Linked DNA regions of Hordeum vulgare: region 1 is linked to region 2. A link is a contact called in public Hi-C data. All regions are on one chromosome and are shown on one strand. The core of a region is the stretch at or near the end of the contact, and the rest is flanking DNA. Distances in the headings are between cores, read along the strand shown. Region 1 holds the start of LOC123399476 (phytosulfokine receptor 2-like). Region 2 holds the start of LOC123397385.

The links. Hi-C and Micro-C count contacts between places; a contact is called where the count stands out from the background.
Region 1: a Hi-C map of leaf shows a contact between it and region 2, with 2.7 times the contacts expected there. The contact joins the promoter of LOC123399476 here to the promoter of LOC123397385 in region 2. A contact is called at or near these places in 2 of 6 Hi-C or Micro-C datasets (leaf and seedling).

What each region holds. Positions count from the first base shown.
Region 1 is chr5H:575,578,643-575,583,578 of MorexV3_pseudomolecules_assembly, forward strand. LOC123399476 (phytosulfokine receptor 2-like) reads left to right here and starts at 3,256. Exons shown (of 1, transcript XM_045093888.1): 1 at 3,256-4,936. The coding sequence starts at 3,345. The coding sequence ends at 4,577.
Region 2 is chr5H:575,412,498-575,416,860 of MorexV3_pseudomolecules_assembly, forward strand. It overlaps LOC123397385, which reads right to left and starts at 2,880. Exons shown (of 2, transcript XM_045091950.1): 1 at 2,771-2,880; 2 at 80-1,625. The coding sequence starts at 2,880. The coding sequence ends at 428.

The DNA of each region.
Region 1 (4,936 bases), core at 2,006-4,505, 170 kb after region 2:
GTAATAATTAAATTAAGTAATAAAACACCCTTTTTCGAAGAAAAAAACAACTACATGAATGCAAGCAGATGGCGCTGGGCCGAAGCGCGCGTGGGCAAGGAGGTGAGGATTTTGGGTGTCCCAGGGTGGTCAGAAGCAGGCGTGGCTCATGCCTCAACGCCCACAACCCCCCCCCCCCCCCCCCCCATTGTCTCGGATTAAAGGGAGAACGTGCTTCCGGACCACCATTCTGACCAATGCAGACCACTTTGGATGGCTAACCACGTCAGGACCATGGGTCCGGACGGTTGTGGTAGTTTAAGGGTCGGCATTGAAAATGCCCTTACACACAAAAATTTATAATGAAAGGATAGATTACAGTGTCCTATACTAGGGCATCCCAGCCAAGCTGACCTAATCTATGGGCTAGGCTGACAGCCCATCAAGATGGAAGGACTCCGGAGGCCTTAACATGTGGCATGAGCATAACGGAATCCACAAAAGACCTGACGCGTACTCCAATCATAGTTGTAGATTCCGCGTGTAACCCTAAGATGGCAACCAATCATATGTAACCCTAGATACCCCCGATGTCTATATAAGTCGGAGGGTTTAGCCCCTAGAGGGGAGAGAGACATTCATCATCATCAATACATAGGGTTTAGACCACAACTTACGATATCGAGGTAGATCAACTATGTACTTCGATACACCCATAATATAAACAAGAGTAGGACATGAGGTTTTACCTCCTTAAGGACAGCCTGAACATGAGTAAAAACTTCGTGTCTCCTGTTTCTTGTTGCCCATCCATCTGATCTAACAGATCGGGCCTCCCTACCCGAGGTCTGTCCGTTTTAACACAAAACATTGTCATTGCCATCTATAACCATCTCGGGCCAGACTTAGGTTTTCTCCGCAGAGCTAGTGACCAAGCACTTGAGAAGCGCCACCATCGAAATTAATCAAGTGTAGTTTCCACCATTTTTTGGGTCGAGCAATGGTTCATAGATTGCATCTGACCCGTTAAGGTAACCACAGAAACAGGAGAGAGGAACACTCGCGTAGACCTTGTGATGGCACCACAACCCACAATGAGGCCGCCGTTGTAGGTTGGAGTGGTTATCACACAGACAAACATCGACGACAAATCACATCAGCACGGACCGCCATCTCGCAGGAGATACATCGTCCTAGATTAGTTGGCCAAGGGGCCGACATATAGATGGATAAAAAGCAAGGCTGATCAGTTCATGGCGCCGAAGCTCGGCTGGCCGCAACACCCACCCAAGATCCATCTGGGGCGGATAGGAGGCCGGGTTCTGGCAGGGATGGTGAGGCGATCCTGACTGGCCACGCAACAGGCGCACACATCGATCCTCGGACCGCCATGGATTGAGCCCGAGTCCTAGACAGCCCACTGGATCGAGGACTTGCTAGCCTCGAGCCATTATGGCTCCGGGACATTGGATCTGAGGGAGGGGCTCAAGATGAGATATCATATAACAAAAAATTGCAAAATGAGCTCAAGATCCATGGAGCCTTTTATTTGAAAAGTTCAAAATTCAAATTATTGGGTTTCAAAATTTTCAAAAAATACACACATGCATACTGATGTATACTATTCCCTCCGTTACTAAATATAAGTCTTTTTAAATATTTCATTTAAAGACTACATATAAATGTATATAGACATATTTTATAATATATATTCACTTATTTTGTTTTGTATGTATTTCACTAATGAAATTTTTAAAAAGATTTGTATTTAGGAACGGAAGGAGTATTTGTTCGCAAAGTTTAAAGGTGAAATACCTTTTCGTGTGAGCTACACAAAAATAACAAATCATGTTTTTCTAGCACATGTAGTTTCTTTTGCGGGGCTAATACATGTACGATTCTTATCTTATCTTAGCCCTACTAATAAAGCACGAAACATTTCTGCCTGTCTGTCATGCATTTTATAAAAAAAATACCCGAGTTTCTCTTTAAACAATCCCTAGTCCAGCATTAAGTGTCTATGGGCTTCGGCCCAACTGCAGCATTATCTCCGCAGTTCAGTGCTGGTTGTTGTTTTTTGAGATAGCTTACCAGGCTTGCTGCCTGGTAGCTCAGTGTAATAGACCTATTTTCAGCCCGTTTAGGTCTTTGACTTTTATTATTTACAAATAATATATTAAGCAGGATCACGCTATAACTTTAGAGCTGTAACTCGGATTAAAATTATTTGTATATGTAATTTTATTAGAAAAATGCATAGTTTCCAATCGTGCTATTACTTGCTCTTGTGAGCCACTTTAAAATTCTGTTTTGGGCATAACCTTAACTAACCTAATTAATTGCTATGGTATATTTTGGAAAATGCTAACACACAACATATCAATTATATATATGGAGTATGTTAGGAGGCTCAATATATATATGGATCAGAGGGAGTATCAAGGATAAGTTTTAATGGACATATAGGAGTAATAAAGAAAGGAGAGAATAAAGGGCGTGAGACAATTTTTTTATTAATATTCAAGCGTACACAGAGATGCCCTAAAACACATTTAATAGAATCCTTTTATTGAGAATTTTCTCATGACTTGGTGCAAATTTCAAACATTGTTTCAACTTACAAGTATTGCTTTGGTACATTTTTTTTTGGAAATTATACTCTTTAACATCAGACTAGTCATACAAAAACCATACCAAAAGTATTGTATCCATGCTTCTTAATGTACTACTGATATTAATTTCTACTAGAACTTAGTGTTCACCTCTCTATCGTGACCGGGCACAACTCGGATGTTGTTGGGCCGTGCTGGCGGGAAGTGGATGTCAATTATCTCTCCCGTTGTACACATCGATAAGTACTTGTGTATCATTATTATTCTTTTTTGAAAATTTCGGGCTCCATGAAGCCCGAGAGCAAAAAAAATCCCAGATAGTCTTTTTTTCTGGCGATGAAAGAGTATATTACTCAGCACAAATGATGGACTAGGACCAATCTAGTCTATGACAACGGAACGGGACCAGCTGGGTTGTTGAGGAGCAGGAGTTGCCGTCTTGAGTACATGCCTGCATACCACCCACAAATTTCTGTCGACATACAGCACCATGGATGAAAATCGACAGCGGTGGGCACGGACTGGTCCTTGCAACGCATGGCCACCCATGAATTCAGTCGACTGACAGCACCGTGCATGAAAGTCAAGTTTGAACCACTTGCAACGCATGCTTCCTTCCACGCGTGTATATAAGATACAATGCACCACCCAAGCAGTTTGTGCCAAGCAAGAGCTAGCGCTTGCGAATCCCATGCATCCCAGAATGGTTTCTTGTTGAGTTCTCGCGTTTGTGCACACATAGCTGCTGATTCCATGGCGAAATGCTGGCTGCTGCTGCTCTGCTTGGCGTTTCTCTTGCCAGCGGCGTGCGCGACCTGCCACCCCGACGACCTACGCGCGCTGCGGGGCTTGGCCCGGAACCTCAGAGGCGGTGGTGCCGTCCACCTCCGCACGGTGTGGTCTGGCGCCTCGTGCTGCGATTGGGAAGGTGTGGGCTGCCATGGCGCCAACGGCCGCGTCACCGTGCTGCGGCTCCCCGGCCATGGCCTCGCAGGGTCCATCCCAGGAGCCTCTCTCGCAGGCCTGGCGCGCTTGGAGGAGCTCTTCCTCAGCTCCAACTCTTTCGCCGGCACCCTTCCCGATGCGCTCTTCGGCCTCGTTGGGCTGCGGAAGCTCTCCCTCGCATCCAACAACCTCGTAGGTCAGCTGAGCTCGCGCCTCAGCGACCTCAAAAACCTCACCTTGTTGGATTTGTCCATCAACCGCTTCTCCGGCCAACTCCCAGACAACGTGTTCCACAACCTCAAGTCGATGGAGCATTTGGCTGCACACTCCAATGGCTTCTCAGGATTGCTGCCACCGTCCTTGTCATCCTTGTCATCTCTTCGTGAGCTCAATCTCTGCAATAACTCTTTGTCTGGTCCGATTGCTCGTGTCAACTTCTCCGGCATGCCACTTCTTTCTTCGGTTGACTTCACTTCAAACTACCTGAGTGGGTCGCTTCCACTTAGCCTCGCGGATTGTGGTGATCTCAAGTCACTCAGCCTTGCCAACAACAGATTGGTCGGCACCATCCCGTCGTGGATTGGTGAGCTTGACCACCTTCGCTTATTGGATCTCTCAAATAATTCATTGGTTGGCAAGGTACCTAAGCGTTTGACACGTCTCAAGGGCCTCGTCGCCACTGTGGGGCACTCACCGGGTATGGTTTCCACCAACATGCCATTGTATGTGAAGGGTAATAGACGCATACTCGGCCAACAACCAAATGTCATATCTGGGAGCCGCAACACTATCAGATCTGGAAGCAACAATGTTGTATCCGGGAATGACAACACAATTCTATCTGGGAACGACAATGTCGTAACTGGGAGCAACAATGCCGTATCTGGTAGCGGCAATGTCGTAACTGAGAGAAACCATGTTGTGTATGGGAGCAACAATGTTGTATCCGGGAGAAACAATGTTGTGACAGGGAGCAACAATGTTGTATCAGGGGGCAACCATGTCGTATCTGGGAACAACAAAGTAGTAACTGGAGGATAGTGATATGTGAGTGGATTGATTCCCTCTTCCCCCGAGGAGCTCATGTCCTTGTCCAAGTTCAATGTAGTTTACAATCGCTTGATGAGCCCAATCGCGTATTTGTAACTTCATGGGTATAGTATCCTTTTACTACTTAAATATCCACAAAACGTTTTACATACACGCTGAACTAAACAGCGACTAGTTTGAAGCCGATGTTGATCAAGCGTGTTTGCTTATGTGCAAATTCTCATCATGGATGTCTAGACGTGGTGATTATTGCATCTCTTGTATTCCATGTGATGTGTGATGCTTTCTTATATGTGATGATTGTGCTATGGATCATATGGTGAATTATAGTACCTTCTTATCTATATATT
Region 2 (4,363 bases), core at 1,630-4,129:
GTAAACCACCATGGTCTACAACATTCATTCAGTTCAACAATGAATGATCCAATCCCACAAACAATAGAAGGCATATGGATTATCCAAGATGACATTTTTAAGGCAGGTACAGCTGAATACACGACAAGTTTGTCCACAATGGTACCCAGGTTACATTTGACAATACACGTCTCATTTAACAACACATGGTTGAAACACATGTGACCATTCTACTGCTGCATCTACAGGTACAACCGGATAACAAATGCAATGCCGATGTTCACCAGAATACAACCAGTAGTAACAGCAGCATGCCCATACAGATGATTAATTGTACTTGGACACAAAATATTGGTCCCAAAGTCAGAAAACCATTACAGCTACAGAACTAGTTGCGAAATAAGATAGAACGCCAGAGGCAGGTCTTGTGCAAGACTAGAAAGATGTACTAGCCAGAACCATAAACTAAACTGGGGAACACCCAGAGGCTACTTAGTAGACCACAGTCAGGAGGGGTGGAAATAGCATAGAAAATGAAGTTAACTACATTGTTTGGCACTGGCTGACCAAGCTCGACCGCAGTCCAAGTTTCACCAGGATCTTTAGATAGCTTCGCAAAATAAATGCAGTTACTCTTTCCTCCCCATCTTTCCGGGCTCATGCAACAAAATGTAGGATTCCTTCTATCGAGGCTGACAAACAGGGCATAATTTTCCAACTTGTCCAACTTAACCCACTTAGCTGGCTTGACAGAAAAGTTGAGGCGAAAGACCCTAAAGATTGCTGATTCACCAGAGTACGTTTGGTCAACCATGAGTAGCATGTCATCACAGGCCACCAACCATGAGTTTATAGGCGCAAACTCCTTTTTAATTTCTAATTCTTGCATGCTGAACTGAGGTGTCAAGTGTACAGTGTGGAGCCTTAGAGGATTTTCTACGACAATGATATCACCTTTGAAGAAGACAATCTGATAGATGAGTTCATAATCAAGAGTAAGGGTATGCTCTGACCAGGAGTGTGTTCCAACCTGCCACTCAAACATGGACTCTCTTGAGAAAAGGAGGAGGCGAGAGTTGGGTGAAATCAATGGGGCCGTAAGGATGCCTATGCCACAAAAGTACCCAAGATCATTGTTAGGTGGGAGTTTGGGGGGCATCACCTTGGTACCAGTGTACACATCGACAAGGAGGCAGTGCTCCTTGTGGGAGAAGATAAGATACCCATATGAGCAGCCCAAATAGTAAATTTTATTTGGACTATTTTTAGGCACTGAACACGCAAGGGATGAGTTTTTCTTGCTAGGATCACTGAGCTGCCATTTGCAATTAGATAAAAGGATGGGCTTGATACGGCCGCTATGTGGATGAACATAAGGACCATCTGGTTTGAAGTGAAGTGGCGGGAAACTGAATGTATACACAAAGGGAAGGGTAGAAACAGCAGTGCGCCAAGAGCGGCAGGTGCTAATGAAAGCAAGGAAGTCATGGAATGAGTCAAACAGAGCAATAATCCCGTGAAGCAGAATTTCAGGAAGCAGGCTGTCCAGCAGATCTCCACAAACATAAGGTCCAGACAAAGCCAACGTGGTCGAGGCTGAGGCAGAGCAGGTTTTCTTAGAGGGCCTCTCCACAGTGGTAACTTCTCTGGCACATATAAATTCAAGAACAATGCATCAATATAAAGATCTGAAACACACTATATTGAATAAATATTTCAGGAGTTAATACACTACAAGAAATGCAGTACGCTTTAACTGAACAATAAGGAAAACAAGAGTGACAACTGGGACATGCCAAACTTCAATCAGAAGAAGCTACTCCAGAACCACCTACGACTTTTTTTTCTGCGTTAGCATAACTATAATAGCTTCAGTGTGCCAGCCAGCGCTATGTACAATTTAATATCTGCAAATAATGACAAAGGGTGCGCGTTGTAGAGATCCTCAAACTTTAATAGCAATAGGTGATGATTTTGCTCGACGTAAAAACGCAACAGTATCCTCCCCTTATGCTAGAAAACTTTTATGTGATGATTTTCTCAACTCACTTGGTCGTCAAACTGAAGTGAGCATTGTTCATGGCAGAACCATGACCATGACTGCATGAGAAAGACCAAATGAACAAGAGACACAACCGCGCAATAAACTGAGAGACGCTCTTTGCTGATTCTGCTTTGGATCCAGCCCAAGCGCGCACCAAACTGAATCACATCAGGTGACCAATTTCCTCATACCTCCAAGGTTTACGTGGACAACTTTGATTAGAAATTTTAGTTCATTCCTTTTCAATAATAAGCCACAATAAAAGGATCCATCAAATCGCATTGGACATTGAGTTACAGGAAATCACTGAAACAAGCGATCACAATTCATGGCAGCAACATGACCACCACCAAACAAAAAGTTACCAAAATCAAAATTGTAATACTCGTCTACATTGAAATTAAGGAAAACTGAAACCATTTCCCTCATAAGAGAAAATGGAGTCATCAACAACCGAACCGAGTGCCACACCTTGTAGACAGTGGTGTAGATCCAAATTTAGGGGAGACTAGTGACAGTGAGTCAATTATAGCACCACTAATTCACAAAAATACCCTAAATATCACCCTGCCAAATCATCAATATGTTCCTACAAATTCGCCAAAATGCTCGAAATTTTACTATGGATTCACTAGGGCGAGATTGCTGACTCTCCCGATTCTAGGCTCGCATCTGCTTAAAACCTAACGAAAACGAAGATGTGGAAGATAAAAAGAGAGATGAGCAAGGTTAGGGTCGGGAGTAGACCTGGAGCTGAGAGCTGCATCCTCCTCCTCCTCCGGCGGAGGCGGCGGCGGCGGCTCGGCACTCTGCGGCGGCAGCCGCGCTCTTCCGCGGCGGCGGCGGCTTCCGACCATGGGGCGCACGACTACCACTCACTTGTTAGATATAATCTTGATGTTTTATGTATCTGCATGTTTATTTTCTGCATGAGTTAGAGTCACATAGGGCCAATGCATATTAGGTGGTTCGGTTGGCATGTATTGAGGAGTTGCCCAAGTACCGCGTGAGGCGGACGACGATGCCGTGTGTGATGCACGGTGCTGCATGCAAGCTGGGCAAAGCGTTGGTCTGCATAGATGTTTGAACCGAGTGATTCGGTCAAGTAAGTTAGTACGTGAAAATAGCAAGTGGAGTTTGCATGTAGCTAAATTAGTGGAGCGGCTGCACACGCTCAGGACGTGGGCAGTTAGTTAGCTCATGGCTGATCGTGGCCGTTGTGTGCGTGTGTCATATAAGTTGTTATCTTGTTTGCTTTGGAAAGAAGAGAAAATATAGAGAGGAGAAAAGCTGTGAGCTGTGTGAGGCAGCACGAATCAAATTTCTTGTGTTCTTGTGTGTGTTGTGTGAAACAACCAAGAGAGAAGAGGTGAGCTGAGAGAATTAGGTCCAACATCACTATGCGACTGTGAATCCGTTTGATGGATCGACGGCCCACATAGCCACCTTCTTAAAAGTTCGTCTTTGCGATAGCACATTGGGCCGTAAAGAAAATGGGCTGTCACCTCCTTGTGTGGCTGCACCAGACCAAGAGAGGTTTACCTATAAGGCCCGCATCGCCTGAATCCTATTTGGCGCCCTTAGAACATCAGAAATGATAAGTGCCTCCCCTCCAAAAAAAAAAGATAATTGCCTGATGTCAGGTACGATCACATGGCAAATCGAACATTTTCAATGCCAATTATATTGCCGCAGGGTTGGAAAATTAGTTGACACACACAGTAATTTCTATCAAAAATATACTGAAGGACGAAGTTGCCATGCTTGCCAACTAAAACTGACATCCTCGCTTAAATATGTCATCGAAAATGTTTGATTTGTCATGTGCTTCTATCCGACGTCCATGCGTTATTAGGTTCCTAGAGCATCTCCATTAGTTGTCCTATAATATGGCTTTAACCACGTTTTATGCCATTTAAGGCAAAAAAAAGGTCTCTCTAACAATTGACCTACCATATGTACAATATTGATGCTACAGTGTCGTGCTGTTGAGAATTCTTCTTTGTTGGTTGATGAGAGGATATGCAGGACTCATGTGTATTTATAGGATGATTTTCACCGATTGGCCTGAGAAATCATTAACTCGGTCAAAATCAAGAAACAATTCAAAATTGAAAACCTCAATCAAAATAATTGACCTAGTCAAAATTGTGAACCATATAAGAAGTTGAGCACCTCAACTGAATAAAAACTTTGAACCAAATTTGAAATAATCTCTATCAAATTCGTTGACACGGTCAAATTCATGAATCAAATCCAAAATTGAACACCTCAACTGAGAGAAGTCTAAAATTAGGGAGCACAATGTATTTAGTAGAAAGGTTGGGTGCATTTTGCTGC